3 separate regions of the Mus musculus genome follow, and all the other regions are linked to region 2. The links are chromatin contacts, called in public HiChIP or PLAC-seq maps. All regions are on one chromosome and are shown on one strand. Each heading gives the region's core, a stretch centred on a gene start, on an enhancer-like site or on the middle of the called end of the contact. The rest is flanking DNA. Distances are from core to core; before and after follow the strand shown.

What was found. HiChIP or PLAC-seq counts read pairs in DNA pulled down with a chosen protein or histone mark.
Region 1: a contact with region 2 is called in an H3K4me3 HiChIP or PLAC-seq map of embryonic forebrain, with 5 times the contacts expected there. The contact joins the enhancer-like site here to the promoter of Rnft2 in region 2. A contact is called at or near these places in 9 of 39 promoter capture datasets (the C10 cell line, the HPC-7 cell line, cranial neural crest and 6 more), 1 of 15 datasets of contacts at CTCF or cohesin (the NIH/3T3 cell line), 2 of 484 Hi-C or Micro-C datasets (the AML12 cell line and bone marrow-derived macrophages), 16 of 115 datasets of contacts at active chromatin or transcription factors (the 230-238 cell line, VIP interneurons, embryonic basal ganglia and 10 more) and 3 of 9 other capture datasets (adipose tissue, embryonic stem cells and macrophages).
Region 3: a contact with region 2 is called in an H3K4me3 HiChIP or PLAC-seq map of embryonic forebrain, with 5 times the contacts expected there. The contact joins the enhancer-like site here to the promoter of Rnft2 in region 2. A contact is called at or near these places in 10 of 39 promoter capture datasets (the C10 cell line, cranial neural crest, embryonic stem cells and 6 more), 1 of 15 datasets of contacts at CTCF or cohesin (the NIH/3T3 cell line), 2 of 484 Hi-C or Micro-C datasets (bone marrow-derived macrophages and memory CD8 T cells), 25 of 115 datasets of contacts at active chromatin or transcription factors (the 230-238 cell line, the NIH/3T3 cell line, bone marrow-derived macrophages and 17 more) and 4 of 9 other capture datasets (adipose tissue, embryonic stem cells, liver and 1 more).

Annotation. Positions count from the first base shown.
Region 1 is chr5:118,664,568-118,668,972 of GRCm38.p6, forward strand. All of the region lies in intron 2 of Med13l (mediator complex subunit 13-like), which reads left to right. Among named protein-coding and RNA genes, the nearest start is that of Med13l, 110 kb to the left of the region's middle. Within about 2 kb of position 2,449, at least 54 of the 459 cell types and tissues checked have an H3K27ac peak or open chromatin away from gene starts, as enhancers often do. A contact at or near this core is called in embryonic basal ganglia and embryonic forebrain, where this site is marked.
Region 2 is chr5:118,242,739-118,247,608 of GRCm38.p6, forward strand. It overlaps Rnft2 (ring finger protein, transmembrane 2), which reads right to left and starts at 2,287. Exons shown (of 11, transcript NM_001109902.1): 1 at 2,234-2,287; 2 at 112-293. The coding sequence starts at 135. Spring1 (SREBF pathway regulator in golgi 1) reads left to right here and starts at 2,489. Exons shown (of 5, transcript NM_001081236.1): 1 at 2,489-2,720. The coding sequence starts at 2,610.
Region 3 is chr5:118,704,098-118,708,446 of GRCm38.p6, forward strand. The region is part of intron 4 of Med13l (mediator complex subunit 13-like); the gene reads left to right. Among named protein-coding and RNA genes, the nearest start is that of Gm42015, 140 kb to the right of the region's middle. Within about 2 kb of position 1,969, at least 22 of the 459 cell types and tissues checked have an H3K27ac peak or open chromatin away from gene starts, as enhancers often do. A contact at or near this core is called in embryonic basal ganglia and embryonic forebrain, where this site is marked.

The DNA of each region.
Region 1 (4,405 bases), core at 1,199-3,698, 420 kb after region 2:
CTAGCTTTTAAATCGTGGAGTGAAGAATTAGTATCATACATCAGTTGACAGAAAATTTCATCATGTGATTAGCAAGGTAATATAAGCTAAATAGTTGGCAAATACATTTTTTTTCTTCATGAAGAAGCTTTTAAATGATGCATAGATTCAAAGCTAGCCCTCCAAATGCCAATTGAACTGCAGTACTGGTTTGTGTTCCGGGTTGTATGAGACTGTTGAGGACTAGTCCTGAATTTCTGTCCTAGAGGCTGACACCACAGTGCACCTTGACAGGTCAGTGGGGCCAGAGCTGGAAAGACCTTGGAGAGCACCGCTGGAGCCAGCAGCTCCTTCCTAGCTTTCTGCTTTTCTGGGCCTGGCTACTCCCATGCTTTCTCCAGTGCATCATCTGTGGGTGCCTTGTTAAGGCTGTGCAACTTTAATTTTTTTCCAAAACATATTTTTAATGATGGTTCTTAAACACTTTAATCTCCCTTGTAGCCGACCACCCACTAGAAGTAGTGGAAAAGAAAGGATACAGGGTAAGTGGACCTGTTAAGAAAGGTTTTTTGGAGCCACTCCCATCTGTGTTGTCTGGAAATTTGCAGTTAAGTTTGCAGGTCAGCAGCGGCAGCAGCTGGATCCACTCCCAAACACTTCACAGATGCACCAACAGTCCAGTTCCGTAGTCGAGATAGCAGGCAGTGGCACTGCCGAGCAGAGACAGGCAGGCCTCAGCCTCAGTGCTAGTCAGCAGGAGGGACCATGAGTTCTCAGTGATGCCTCAGAGAAACGAAGATCAGCAAAGATGTGAGACCCACAGGCGTTGCACAGCTAGCTAGCTACCTACCTGTATAAGTGCGCTAAGCTGCTTTTTCATCACTGTCTATTGAGTCGAGTCCTATTTATCCCTGCCTTGGGTCTTGCCTCAGCATGTGCGTTTGTCTCAGCTGACATCACTCTGCCAATTGGCTGGAGTCTGCAGAAGTGGCAAGAAACTGCAGCACACTACCAGAAGTTTTTTGGTGAGTTTCTCTCTACGGAGTCCTGACAAATGCAGCATTGTAAGGTGGACCAATAGATGTGCGTTGTATTGAACCTAAAGTATTTTGTTCAGATAATAGAAAATAAACTAACTCCATGGAGAAGTTACACATTCCTCTCCTTGAAGGTAAAGAGTAATTTGATTTTGCTAAGAGATTTAGCAGAATTGATTGTAGCCAATTGCAAGTTTGAAAGATTGGAAGCCCAATAGCAGTATTTAGGTTGTTAGAGTACATTTAAACCAAAAATTGTGTGTGTGTGTGTGTGTGTGTGTGTGTACATGTGTACGCATACATATAGTGGCATCGTATTTTCACTGTTCATGTGTGTGAATTCCTTTTCGCTTTGTAGCACATTTGTAATGTAAAGTACAGTAATGCTATGGAAAGCCTAAAAAGTAATTGTTTTTTAAAACGCTAATTATATACAATATTAGCTTCAAACTGTCCCTTCTGCTAATTTGCCTGCACTCACTCCACATCTAGCACCTGGTTTCCTGTTATGTACCAACGTCTGCACAAACTCTGGCTGGCAGGCAGCACACTGCTTGCTCCCACAAAGGGTGCAGCCCCTGGGTGTGGAAGGACTGTCCACTTCTGGAAGTAGCAGGATGGCTGTGCTTGCTCTCAAGGCCTCTGTCCTCACAGCGGGGACCAGTGCTTCTGATTGCACGCTGGGCCAAGTGATGAGTGGATATAATTGTTCTGCAGTCTGGGGTTTCTTCAAAGGAGTATTTTTAAAATCCACATTAGGAAAAAAAGCTTGGAACAATGTTTATGTAAATGAAGACAAACTGTTTGCCAGGTGAGAGAGGTGCAGTAGAAGTGTGGTAAAGGAAGATGGAGGGGACGGAGGGATGCTGCTGTAACCGTCAGCCACAGAGTTTTGGTGAGAGGAGCAGAAAAGCAAGGCCAGTGAGTAGTCCTTAGCTAAAGCACGACCAAAGAGTGTCTGTCCACTGTTTGCCTGAGATGAGAGGAGTGCGCGCCCGCGTGTGTGTGTGGCGTGTGTGTGTGGCGTGTGTGTGTGGCGTGTGTGTGTGTCTGCCTCAGGCGGCTCTCACTGTACCGTGGACCGCCACTGTGCCACCCTTCAGGGAGGCAGGGCACGCAGAGCAGGCGCGGTCTCTGAGCCTTCTGTCTGCTCTTTCTCTTTCCTTCTTCCCTCTCCGTTCTCTCCTCCCTTCCCTCTTCCATGTTATTTTTGCTACATTTGCTGTTTTAACCTGTCATTTACAAACTAATTACTATGTCACCATGGCTGGCGGCTCATATAGGCGAAATCTGTCTCTTAATCAAAGGTGATTACAGTTTTTCCTGTCTGTAAATGTGCTTGTTGAGTAACGAGAGAGCATTATTCTCAGGCTGATGTGCGAACTGAAAGGCAGCAAGCAGCCGCAGCATTGTTATCTCCTCAGGCGTGGCTAATGAATCGTGTTTCAGTGTTCTGGTGGTCATGCCAGACAGTGCACTCCACCAGGGCTAAGCCTCCTGTAAACTGCTCCACAATATTATTGCAGCAAGAACAGCAATGCTGGCTGAGCTGGGGGGGGGGGGGGGTTGCCAAGAAGACAGCTGCGGTTCAGACAGTTACAGAGTAGGGGTCACTCATAGTGATAGCTCTGACAGCCACTGTTTTAGCTTCAGTGTAAAAGACAAGTCAGGACCTATCCTGTCAGCACCGAGCCTGAGTGTGTTTATGTTTCAAAGCAGGTCTCCTCTGAAGAGAAGGAAAGAAATGGTTTTGATTTTTATTGTTTAATTGAGAGCAACATTGAAACCCAGGGGTTAAGTCTTCTTGACTAACACAGCCATCATAGAGGAAAGTTTATCTTAAGCATTGATAGATTGAAGTAAAACTGCCCGAACTGAGTCAGATGTGTGTATCATATACGTGTGTGCTGTATGTGTGTATATCATATATGTGTGCATCCTGTGTACCAACTACATGCATGCTTTTCATTAACATTGAATACTGTACATACCTGTAATTCTGAAATCTGGAAGCTGAAGGATTATCATGAGTTTGAGGCTAGCCTGGGCTATACTGTGATAATCTGTGCAAAAACATCCCACCCCCCCTTTAATGTATATCTCATGCTGATCCCTGGTAATTCCTGAACATGTAGTTGTTTAATAAACATCAGCCTAACTTAGGATGTTTAAGTGGTGTGTGCTCATAAGGGAAGTCTGGAGTCAACCATGAGGTGCAGACTGCCCTCCCGGGAGCCAGAGGTCTCTGCCAGGTGGGGGCTGCCCTTCCAGAGCAGTTTTGCATTAACAGCAAAAGATACAATGGTAATGCTCATTCTATCATGCTTGAAAAGATAGGTGAGTGGGGACGCGCTGCGTTTGGAAGACAGTGTGATTCGACACTTGACGATTTCTCTTGCAGTGTGAGTGATCACAGGGATGTGGGCTGCTTTTTGCACAGCTGTCTTCTGAAGGTCTTGCTCAGTGTATCCAGAAGTCTAATTCTCTGACCTCCTTTAGTTGAAAATTTACTGGCTTTACACAAGTCCTGTGATCCATTGAAATGCTAACGTGGGTCATGTCTCAGCTGCCACATCGCTGAGCAGAAACCTTCATTAAAATTCTGGTTATCCTGCAACTGACAGAGGACCCATGCTGTTAGAGGTTCCTAAGGAAGATGTTAGCCTGGTGAGATGGCATGTCACAGCCATACTTCTGTCTGCTGAGCATTATCAGGGTTGTTATTCCTGAACGTTGCAGACAGGTCAGAACAAACAGCACTTCTACATCTGTCTTCTAGCTCTACTATTGTATCCTCTGATCCATATTTGACTGATGAATTGACAGTGGACAAGCTAAATGCATTTCTGATATAGATTTGTTAAGTGATACCAAGTGTTCTACATCCACGACTAGTTCAGGAGAGCGGCGTACCGAGTAGGTTTGATTTGATATAAATAAGTCCATTTAGTTATTAATGACTTCAAATAGATTTTACAAGGCAATCAATGGCGGCAGAATGGTGATCAGTCAGTGATACTGTGTGTAATTGGATTTTTATGGGTATGATGCTGTATTTCAGAATTAATGTGGCATTATGCTATTTGGTTACTCAGTTCTTTGTTAAGTCAATCTCTTAGAAATCAGATATCAAGAATTGAGATCTTTAAGTATTATTTGGCGCAGTCCATAGGTAAGTTGATAAATGTTGTCTTGTTGCAGTGTCTGTTTATTTTATAGTTCTCAGGAAGTAGATGTGAGAATCGGAGAGTTTAGTTTGTAAGACTGTTTTATGCATTGGGCAGCAGAGTTGAAAACAAAAGACAAGGAACATATAGATCCTCTCAGTCTCCTGTTAGATTCCTGCCCCTTAGCCATGTGTCACAGCAAATCTAACAAGGGACTTCCTC
Region 2 (4,870 bases), core at 1,037-3,536:
CCTCAGACAAGCCAGGAACCTCTCTGTTTCCTGGGGAGAGAATGGAGCAGTGGGACCCAGGGTTCCATCACTTCATAGGTGAAGGTACAAATCCCTAAGGAGACACGTCACCTGGTGCGCAGCAAGGAGCCACATGGACCTCAGAACTCCATGCTGACGAAATGTGCCGTGGACACTCAGGGTTCCTGATGGGATGTGGCCACTGGGTCCCAGAGAGAGCAGGCCTCCTCCTCCTCCTCTTCCTCCTCTTCAGAGGGAAGCACAGGACAGGAGACTCATTGGAGACAGCAGACCTTGGGTGGTACAAAGCACTTGTGTGAACAGGCCTTGGGATGACTTGTTACAGAATTAGCTGTCGGATGTGACTGGGTACTGTAATAGCCCAGTAGTTCTGGTAGCCTTGGAGCTATCCTCCCTGAGGTGCTGATGGTGGGTTATGGCCTTACTAGGTTTGTCCTATCAGCAAACTATGCATCCTGAGGGTTGGAGAGAGAGCTCTGTGGATAAAGTACTTGCCACACATGCACGAGGACCTGACTTTGATCCCCAGCACCTCTGTAAGTAGCCAGGCATGGTATTGCACTGTGTAATCCCAGCACTGGGAAGGCAGAACCAGGATTCCCAGTACTCCCTGGCCAAGTCCTTCCAGCTGAGGAGCCCTAGGTCCCAGTGAGAGATTCTATCTCAAAAATAAGGTGCCGAGTTCTGGCAGAATGACACCTGGGGGTGACCTCTGACCTCCACGGACATTTGCAATGGCCCCCCCACCCTGAGCATCCATACATACCTACATATGTACATATGCATGTGCACACTTATACACATACACGCACACGCACGCACAGATGTGCACAAGCACACACTGGGGGGGGGGCCATAAAAATGATTTTAGAATTTCTACTGGCTTCTAAGTGAAACCAGAATAAAAATCAGAGTCGTTGGAGGCCTCCAGGCTGTGCTGGACGTTATCATTACCCGTTTACAACCTTGATTCTGTGACTTATCTCTGGCCATAAGAACTCCAGGTACCTCTGGACACTTTAAAGTTAAGAGTTCCTGCCTCCGGGCCTTTGTACCTGCTGTTCCTTCCCTGGCATGGTTTTCCAGCTGAGGGTTACAGGCTACCTCCCCACAGCACTTACCAGTCATTGACATGTGGGTTTGTTTACTATGACCCTTGAGAGGTCCTGTGTCTGGGCTGCCCGTCCACCTTGGAGTTGCAGAGATGGAAGGCCAACGTCTCTGTAGAGATTAGATCACCTTGATTTTCCCCAGCGACAGATCCGCACACACCTCGTCCTACCTCCCGCACCAATAGAAAGCCAAGAAAGAAGGGCAAGGCTTGGAGAGAGACTCCATATGGCTACTGCTCCTGCAGAAGATCTAAGTCCAGTTCCCAGCACCCACAAGGGTGGCTCACAACTACCTGTACCTCCAGCTGTAAGTGATCTGACTCCCTCTACTGACCTCGGAGGGCACCTGCACTCCCATGGGCAAACCCACTCTAACATATAATTAAAAAATAAATACATACATAAATAAAATCTTTAAAGAAATAAAGAATATGCTTCCATGAACAGGCTCAGTTTCCCGGCATATTTTCCCTACAGAGAAAGATCCATCTCTTAGCCCAGGCCAACACAAATGGGTGCGGAATTAATTAATTCTGCACAGCCTTCTCGGCTGCAGCTAGCTAGGAAGCCACAGGCTAAGGTGCCTGCCTTTTCTGCAAGATTAAATTAGCTAGGAAAAGACTCCTTGGTATCATCGTCATATTCAGGCAAGCCCTCTATCACCTAGCTACACTCTCAACCAGGCCGTTTTATAAAGAAAGAAACTGTCATCCATCAGGTAACATGTCTCAAGAATTTGCAATCTGGCTTGATACTCCGGGTGGCCCCACTACTCCTTATCCTCGGGGAAACTAAAACACGGTATCCCCAAGTTTCCACCTACAAGCTTTGAGAAAACGTCATAAATTAAATGCCCACGATTCTGTGGCAAACGGGCGGTACAAGTAGGCTCGTATTGACTCCTGGAGCCCACAGGATGCTACAGAATGAATGAATGGACCATCTCCGTCCCACACACCCTGGTCCTCCCTAGGAGGCTGCACGGTCCCCTACAGGACGCTTGGGCGCGAGCGGCGTCCCCAGACCGGACGGCGAAGCGCCTTTGCCGCCAGGCTCGCGGGGTCACAGGGTAGCAGCGGCCGAGCATAGCCTTCATTTACCTGCCAGACACTGCAGCAATCACGGCCTCTGCTAATCCAGCCTAGCCAATCCCTGGCGTGGCCAGGGCGCCACGTGACTTCCGGCCGGCAGTGCCACCGAGAACGCGATCGGCGCTAGGACCCTCGCACAGGGAGGCCTGCCTCTAGTCCGAGAAGGTCCGCCCCTGCCGTCACATTCAGCCAATGGAGAGCCGAGGCTCCGGCAGAACCAATGGCGAGGAGGCATGGAGGGGCCTGGCGTTGGCGTCACTAGGTGGGGCGGGGCGTGCGGCGGATCACGTGGCCGGCGCGTTGGCTGCGGGAAGGTAAAGCAGTGCTGGAAGCGGATTGCAGGGGTCATGCCGTGGGGTCGTCTCTGCGCCTGCGCCCTACCGGGATGCTGAACCTGGCGGCGCTGCTGTGGCGCCGGCTCCTGCGCAAGCGCTGGGTGCTCGCCCTGGTTTTCGGCCTCTCGCTAGTTTACTTCCTCAGCAGCACCTTCAAGCAGGTAAGCGACTTCTCTCAGGACCTCCGTCCTTCCGATCCTGCTTCCTCCCTCAAATACTATGTCCTTCTCCCCATCGTTCTTCTAATCCTCCTCCTGAGCACTCCTCCCTCTGATCTAAAATCCTCCTTCAGCCCTTCTCCCTCCGTTGCGTTGTCCTCTGCCCTTCTCCTTTCCCCTCCCTAGCTCCCTCCGTCCTCCACTCCTCCTCCTCCCTCGAATTCTCTGCCTCCCCATCCTCTGTTCTCCTCTGCCCTCCAACTTCTTACCTCTCACCCTCTGTTCTTTTCCAACCCCTCCTCCTCGATCCTCACAGTTCCTCCCTCCCTTGATCCTCTGTCCTCTGATGCTCCTCTCTCCTGTCCTCCACCTTGTAGTCCTCCTGATATGCAGCCATTCAGTCCTCCCTCTGAGCCTCTGAGCCTCTTCCTTTCAGTCCCTGGATCATCCATTGGTCCTCCCTTCAGCTCTCTAGTCCTCAACCCTCTAGTCCTCCTCCCTCCGATTGTGTGATCCTCCTCCTGTCCTCCTGTGAATCGAAGGCCGCTAAGGGAGGCGTCCCACTGCAGGTCTTTGTACCGCCCCTCTTCCGTGCGGGATCTGGCTGGTAGGCCAGGCAGAATGGGGTCCTCAGACCTGTGCACCCTCCTCTGTCGCGTTCCCTGCTCCGCACAGCCCCAGGCTTCTTGATGGGCAGGAGGTAGAGATGGCTAGACCAGGAAGTGGCCAAGGGCTCTCTGTGCCTGTTCACCTGGGTGACCCAACAGGCTCCCTTTTGGGGCACAACTTGGTTGGGTAGATTTTTATTTTTTATTTTTTTATTTTTAATTTCTCAACCTCCCTTTCCCGTTTTTGTCCTGGTAGAGAGTTCCTAGAGACCTGGCATCCCACTGTAGTAGGAACCAGTTCCCAGCATTTGCCTAGAAACCACACTTGACTGAGTTGCATTTTGTAGGTCACCTGCCCCTCCGCCTTTCCTGCTCCTGTGCACCCTTTGATCCTGTTTTGCTGTTCTTACGAATATAGTTCTCTGGTTTTCTGTATCACAGTCCGTCTTTTGAATGGTTGCGCTTTTGCACAGTCACTCCTGGGGGGGGGGGGGGGCGTGTCTTACTCTCTTGCCCAGATTTGACCTTGTAATCCTGTCTGGCTTTTCCACATTCTGATAATTGTCTCCATTGGCTTTTCCACATTCTGATAATTGTCTCCATTGCACCCACCTGGAACAGAACTCTTGCCTTTCTTCTGCCAGATTTATACCTCTCCAGTCCTCAGCATCTCACTAAGTGACGTATGTCATCACTGTTGACACAGTTAGGCTGTTCATTTCTTCCTGTCACTTCAGGCCCCAAAACTCTGGCTCTACAGTGCCCTATTAGGAGGTGTGACCTTGTTGGAGTAGGTGTGTCACTGTGGATGTGGGCTTAAGACCCTCACCCTAGCTGCCTGGGAGTCAGTCTTCCACTAGCAGCCTTCAGATGGAGATGTAGAACTCTCAGCTCTGCCTGCATCATGCCTGTCTGGATGCTGCCATGTTCCTGCCTTGATGATAACGGACTGAACCTCTGAACCTGTAAGCCAGCCCATTTAAATGTAGTCCTTATAAGAGTTGCCTTGGTCATGGTGTCTGTTCACAGCAGTCAAATGCTAACTAAGACACTCATTTGCTTGAATTACTTCTGATGCCCCTTCAGGGGCAAGACACTGTCATCTGTTCCTGGTCTGGTGCCATAGCCTGGCCAGTCTGCTTCTGCTTTGTCTCACAGTCTGTCCTAGGGTGATAGTCTAGACAAGGTTTCCACCACAGGCCTTCTCAAATGTGTAATCCTTTGCTCAAGCGAAGAGGGTTCATCTACATTGTCTGTGTGACTGAACTACTTTTGGTCAGTTTGGATCTAACTGACCGTAGTCAGTGATTCGGGCCATGCCCGGTGCCTCACTGTAGTGCAGTCTCCTGCCCATCGTCTGGCCACTTGCCTTTGTGGTAATTACTAACCCAGCATTTCTTGTTTGTGTGTTTGCTTGTGTGTTACCTCACCCTCTTGCTCAACATAATGTTTTTTGAGAACAGAGACCTGCGTGTTTTGTTCGGACACTGCAGCCTTCATCTCTACCCGAACCCCCCAGGCACTTCCTGGGGACCAGATGTTGAC
Region 3 (4,349 bases), core at 719-3,218, 460 kb after region 2:
GTGTCAGTTTGTGCAGCTATCATACCTGCTTGGCAATGGCTTCCCAGCAGTAGCTTTGTGTAACGTTAAGTGTTCAATGGCTTGATGGACTGGTGTTTCACTAGGTGTTGCAATGATTCCCAAGGCCTTTGTGATTGTTTTATTTAGTTTTGCATATTTTGATTTTTTTTATTAATTATATGTGGGTGTTTTGCCTGCATCTCTGTGCCACCTGCATGCAGTGCCTGCAGAGGCCAGAAGGGGGCACCATATCCTCCAGGACTGGTGTTAACAGCGGGCTGTGGACCACAGTGTGGGTGCTGAGATTCAAGCCTGGGTGCTCAGCAAGATGAGCTCTGATCCTCCGAGCCATCTCTCCAGACCCTGGTTTCTCCATACTTAGTTTGGACTTTTGGGATAGCATTGGAAATGTAAATGAGGAAAATACCTAATAAAAAATATTTAAAAAGAGAAAAAAACATAAAGCAATAATCAATTGTTATTTCTTTTCTCTGAGCGAAGATAAGCCAGTGTGTGTGCTTCCCTTGCCCGGGCTTCCTGAAGGGCTGTGGATACAGCAGTGTGAGGCAGTGTCTCCGTAATGCCTACTCTGCCATTTTGCTTTGTTTTTGTGAATCTGATGCCTTCATACCAAACTGAATGAGAGTATTTGCTCTCACAAGCAATGACATGTATGTTATAGCATATCCTATTATGAAAAGATAAACCTGTATACAAACGGACCTCTGAGCAGTTTAAAATCATTCATTCATTCATTCATTCATTCATTCATTCATTCATTGTGTGTGAACCTGCTTACATGGCACAGCTTATGTGTGGAGGTCAGAGGACAGCTTGCAAGAGTTGTCTCCCACACATAGGTCCCAGCGTAGGTAGGCTTGGCAGCTGTGTTGTCTTTATCCCAGCCATCTCACTGACCCACTGTGGGTGAGTTGTCAGGGACTGCTCCCAGGGCTGCACAGACACTACACATCCCTCTTCTACTACTGAACTGTCTAGTCCAACTTCCAGCAGTGCTGTGCTCTGCAAGACTGCCTCACAGTGAGCTCAGAGCAGTACGTTTCCCTCTTGGGGATTCGCTGTCTGAGGGAGTCCCCGTGCAGGAGCTCCTTATATCTCAGTTAACCCACACAGGGGCTTGTTGGTTTATCCGTTGTCGTGCATTGCACTCCTTAGAGATTTGCGTGGGAGCCTTGTAGTGATGATGTGCAGGGATTCTTCCACACTTGGTCCGTCTAAATCTTACATAGCATTTGACAGCGTCTTCTAAAGGGAGAACCAGGAAGAAGAGAGAATAAACCCATGTTAACCACACACACTTTGTCAGTCACCAGGAAGCCACACGCTGTGTGACTGGAGGTTTGTTATGACGACTTCATATCTAGGATGAGGTCATGGTTCCCATCATGAAATTGGGTTCACTTGTTTGATCTTGTTAGCGGTGTCTGGTTTTATTGAGCTTTGAAACAGGAACCTATTTCCTTGATCCAGTCTTGATCTGGGCGGATTAGTGAGGAGGGCCTGACATGAGGACTCTTCCATGAGTATAGTGTTGACCAGATTCTCCCATTGTCATGCTCCACATGTCCAGAGAAGTAGCCTCTCTGTGACAGCTCATCTTGTCGGCTTTGGATTCGCTTTGCAGTCACTCTCTCTGGTGGGCAGAGCTGATGGGCACTGTGGGCTTTCATGTATAGACTCTTCAGAGAAATTTACTTGCTTAAATTAAAAAACAAAAAGAGCACCACTTACTCATGGACCACTAAAAACAAAGTATTTTAGCTTTGAAATTTCTGACCCTGAATCAGGCATTGGTAACTCAAGATGTAGCCACCACAATATGAAGTCGTCTACTCTCGTTCTGGTGGAGATCCAGGTGCAAAGCAGAAAGCTGCCTCCTTTGTAGCTCCTCACAGGGAGACGCGGCGTTCACAAGAGCATTGTGGTTCTGAGCTCAGTGCAGGACTTGGCAAGTTTATCTAGGCAAAATAGTCTGAAATGTGTGCATCTGTTTTGCATGCAGTGGTAAGGCTCTTCAGACTACCCATGAATATCATGTGGAATTAACCCCACTAAATAGACTTTAGAGTTGTTCAAGTAAAAGGACACAGCCTTATGGCAGAGTGCCAAACACATGCCACTTTGAATCAAATCTCTGCCTTTCTGCGCTCCTCCTCTCCCTGTCTGCATGTCAGCTCATCCTGTCAGGGTGGGATGGGAGAGACGGGTCTACAAACACGAGCATCAAGCCAGGACAATAGTTTTGTTCCTGGATAAGTATTTTACTCAAGGCCAGGATGAATGCTTGCACACATGTATACCTCATGAGAAGACAGGGGAAGGGTGTGCTGTTGGCCCACGTTGAGTTAGCTTGTTTTAATTAAGGAGACAAAGACATAGACATTGTATGCTAACATGGCTTAGTGCATACTCTGGTTTTGTGTGAGACTACTCTGTAATGCATTTCTTCTTCTATTAGCAAATGTGATTAATGTGGCACACAGTGTTAACTGTGCTCTCTCCCCAAAGACATCAGATGGGAGGCAGCATGTAGAAGCTGAATCATTTGGAGAGGCTCGGTGATTGATTTAAACATAAAAGGATTAATTGGTCCCTGAACCAGACTATTAAACCGTACTGTGATCTTGACTGAAAGTGGGAGAATTACAAATGCATTGCATAGAATAAATTAATACATGTCATGGCTTTAACCCTTTCCCTCTGATTGCTTTTTGTGGTTTTATGGACTATACTCTGTTGTGTGCTTGGTGGTGCAGAGGGGACTAGGTGTGGTCCTGATGGAATAGGATATGGGGCGGAGCGAGCATCAGGGTCCAAGGAATCTGGGGCAATGCTCACAGACTGGATTTTCTAGCAACTTCCACCTGTGAAGAGTCTGAGCATCGATGCCAATTGTTACTGAACAGGGATCTAAAGTTCTCAGTCTGTGGGACATTGATAAAGAGGAACTGGGTTAATGGAGCCCTTCTCCCCTGGGCAGCTGCATGGAAGGCTGAGCTCCTGAGGATACATGCTGTAAGAATACCAGAGCCAGAGAAAACTCTTTTTCTCTTGAGCCAGGCGTGTGCTGCTCTCTGAGGAACGGTACTCATTTGTCCTTTGCAGGGAGAGGAAGTGTGTCCACTCACATTGTTTATGTTGAGGTTCTTGTGTGGCCCGCTGTTACAGAGTAGTCTGGGTGGCAGAACAAGTAAGTAGTTGGTTCAGGGGCATTTGTGACCCATGCCGTGTGTGAGTTTTCCAATAACATGACTCCCACATTTCAGAGTGGAGTCTTTTTTTTTTTTTCCCCGAGACTTGCATGCACACATAGGTGTGGGGGATCACTTGCTTGAGGTTTTTTAAGACATTGTGCTGTAGAAATCTCAGTGGTTATCTTTGTCCATTTCTGACTATGGCAGCATCACATCATGTGCAGCTTTAAATGGCATGCCACGTGGCTACTTGTTGAGGTCACCCATTGATCCCCTTTGCTGTGCTTTCAGCTGTTACTGAGTCGGGATAGAGTGGCCTTCTCTCCTGCTCTGAGCAGTTCCTTCCTGATGGCTTGCTCACTGGAGTGATGGAATTTGGGTACTGCCAGTTGCTTGGTAGAAAGCCAGAGAGCCTTTGTGACATCTAGTCTTTAGAAAAGAGCCAACTCGCACCACAGACTTAGTGTTCTCAGCACGGTGAAGGGAGATGACAATCAGGAGGGCATGTCTGAACTCAGTGTAAAGGGGATGGAGGATTCTTTCATTTACTGCTTCATTACTGTTAGCAGAGTTGGTCCGTGCCATTGCTAAGTAGAATAATGATGTTTATTCAGGTGAGTTGACTTCAACATTGTCTATGATTATAAACTTTAATTGCTCTCAATGTTTTTGAATTATTAATCTTAGTAAATTTTACTTAATAGAAAATCTTTAAAGACAGATATCTGAATGGATGAGTCTGACTTGCCTTAAAGTTTAGTAAATTTCAGATGGAGTTGTGCACACAGGGATGGAGAAGTCACCTTCTACAATGACAAGGAAAACGAAAGGGAATCTCACTAGCTTCTTTCTTCTCTCTGCCCATGGCTGGGTGCTGTTGGACCACAAGGAACACAGCTGAGTTCTTCCTCATGCTCTCCCTCCTGAGAAGAGCCCAAGGGAGGGGCTCTCCTTGCTCTACAGGGCTCATGTTTCTCACCTGGCTTCCGATGTGGCTCTGACTTACTGCTGGTGTCCTGCCCTGCCCTCATTCCTGAATTTCATATTTCTGTCTTACTGCCTCTTTCAGATGTGCCTCACCTGGGCTCTGCTCGCCAGTGCTGCCCCCTAGTGGTACTTCCTCTTCCTCGGACT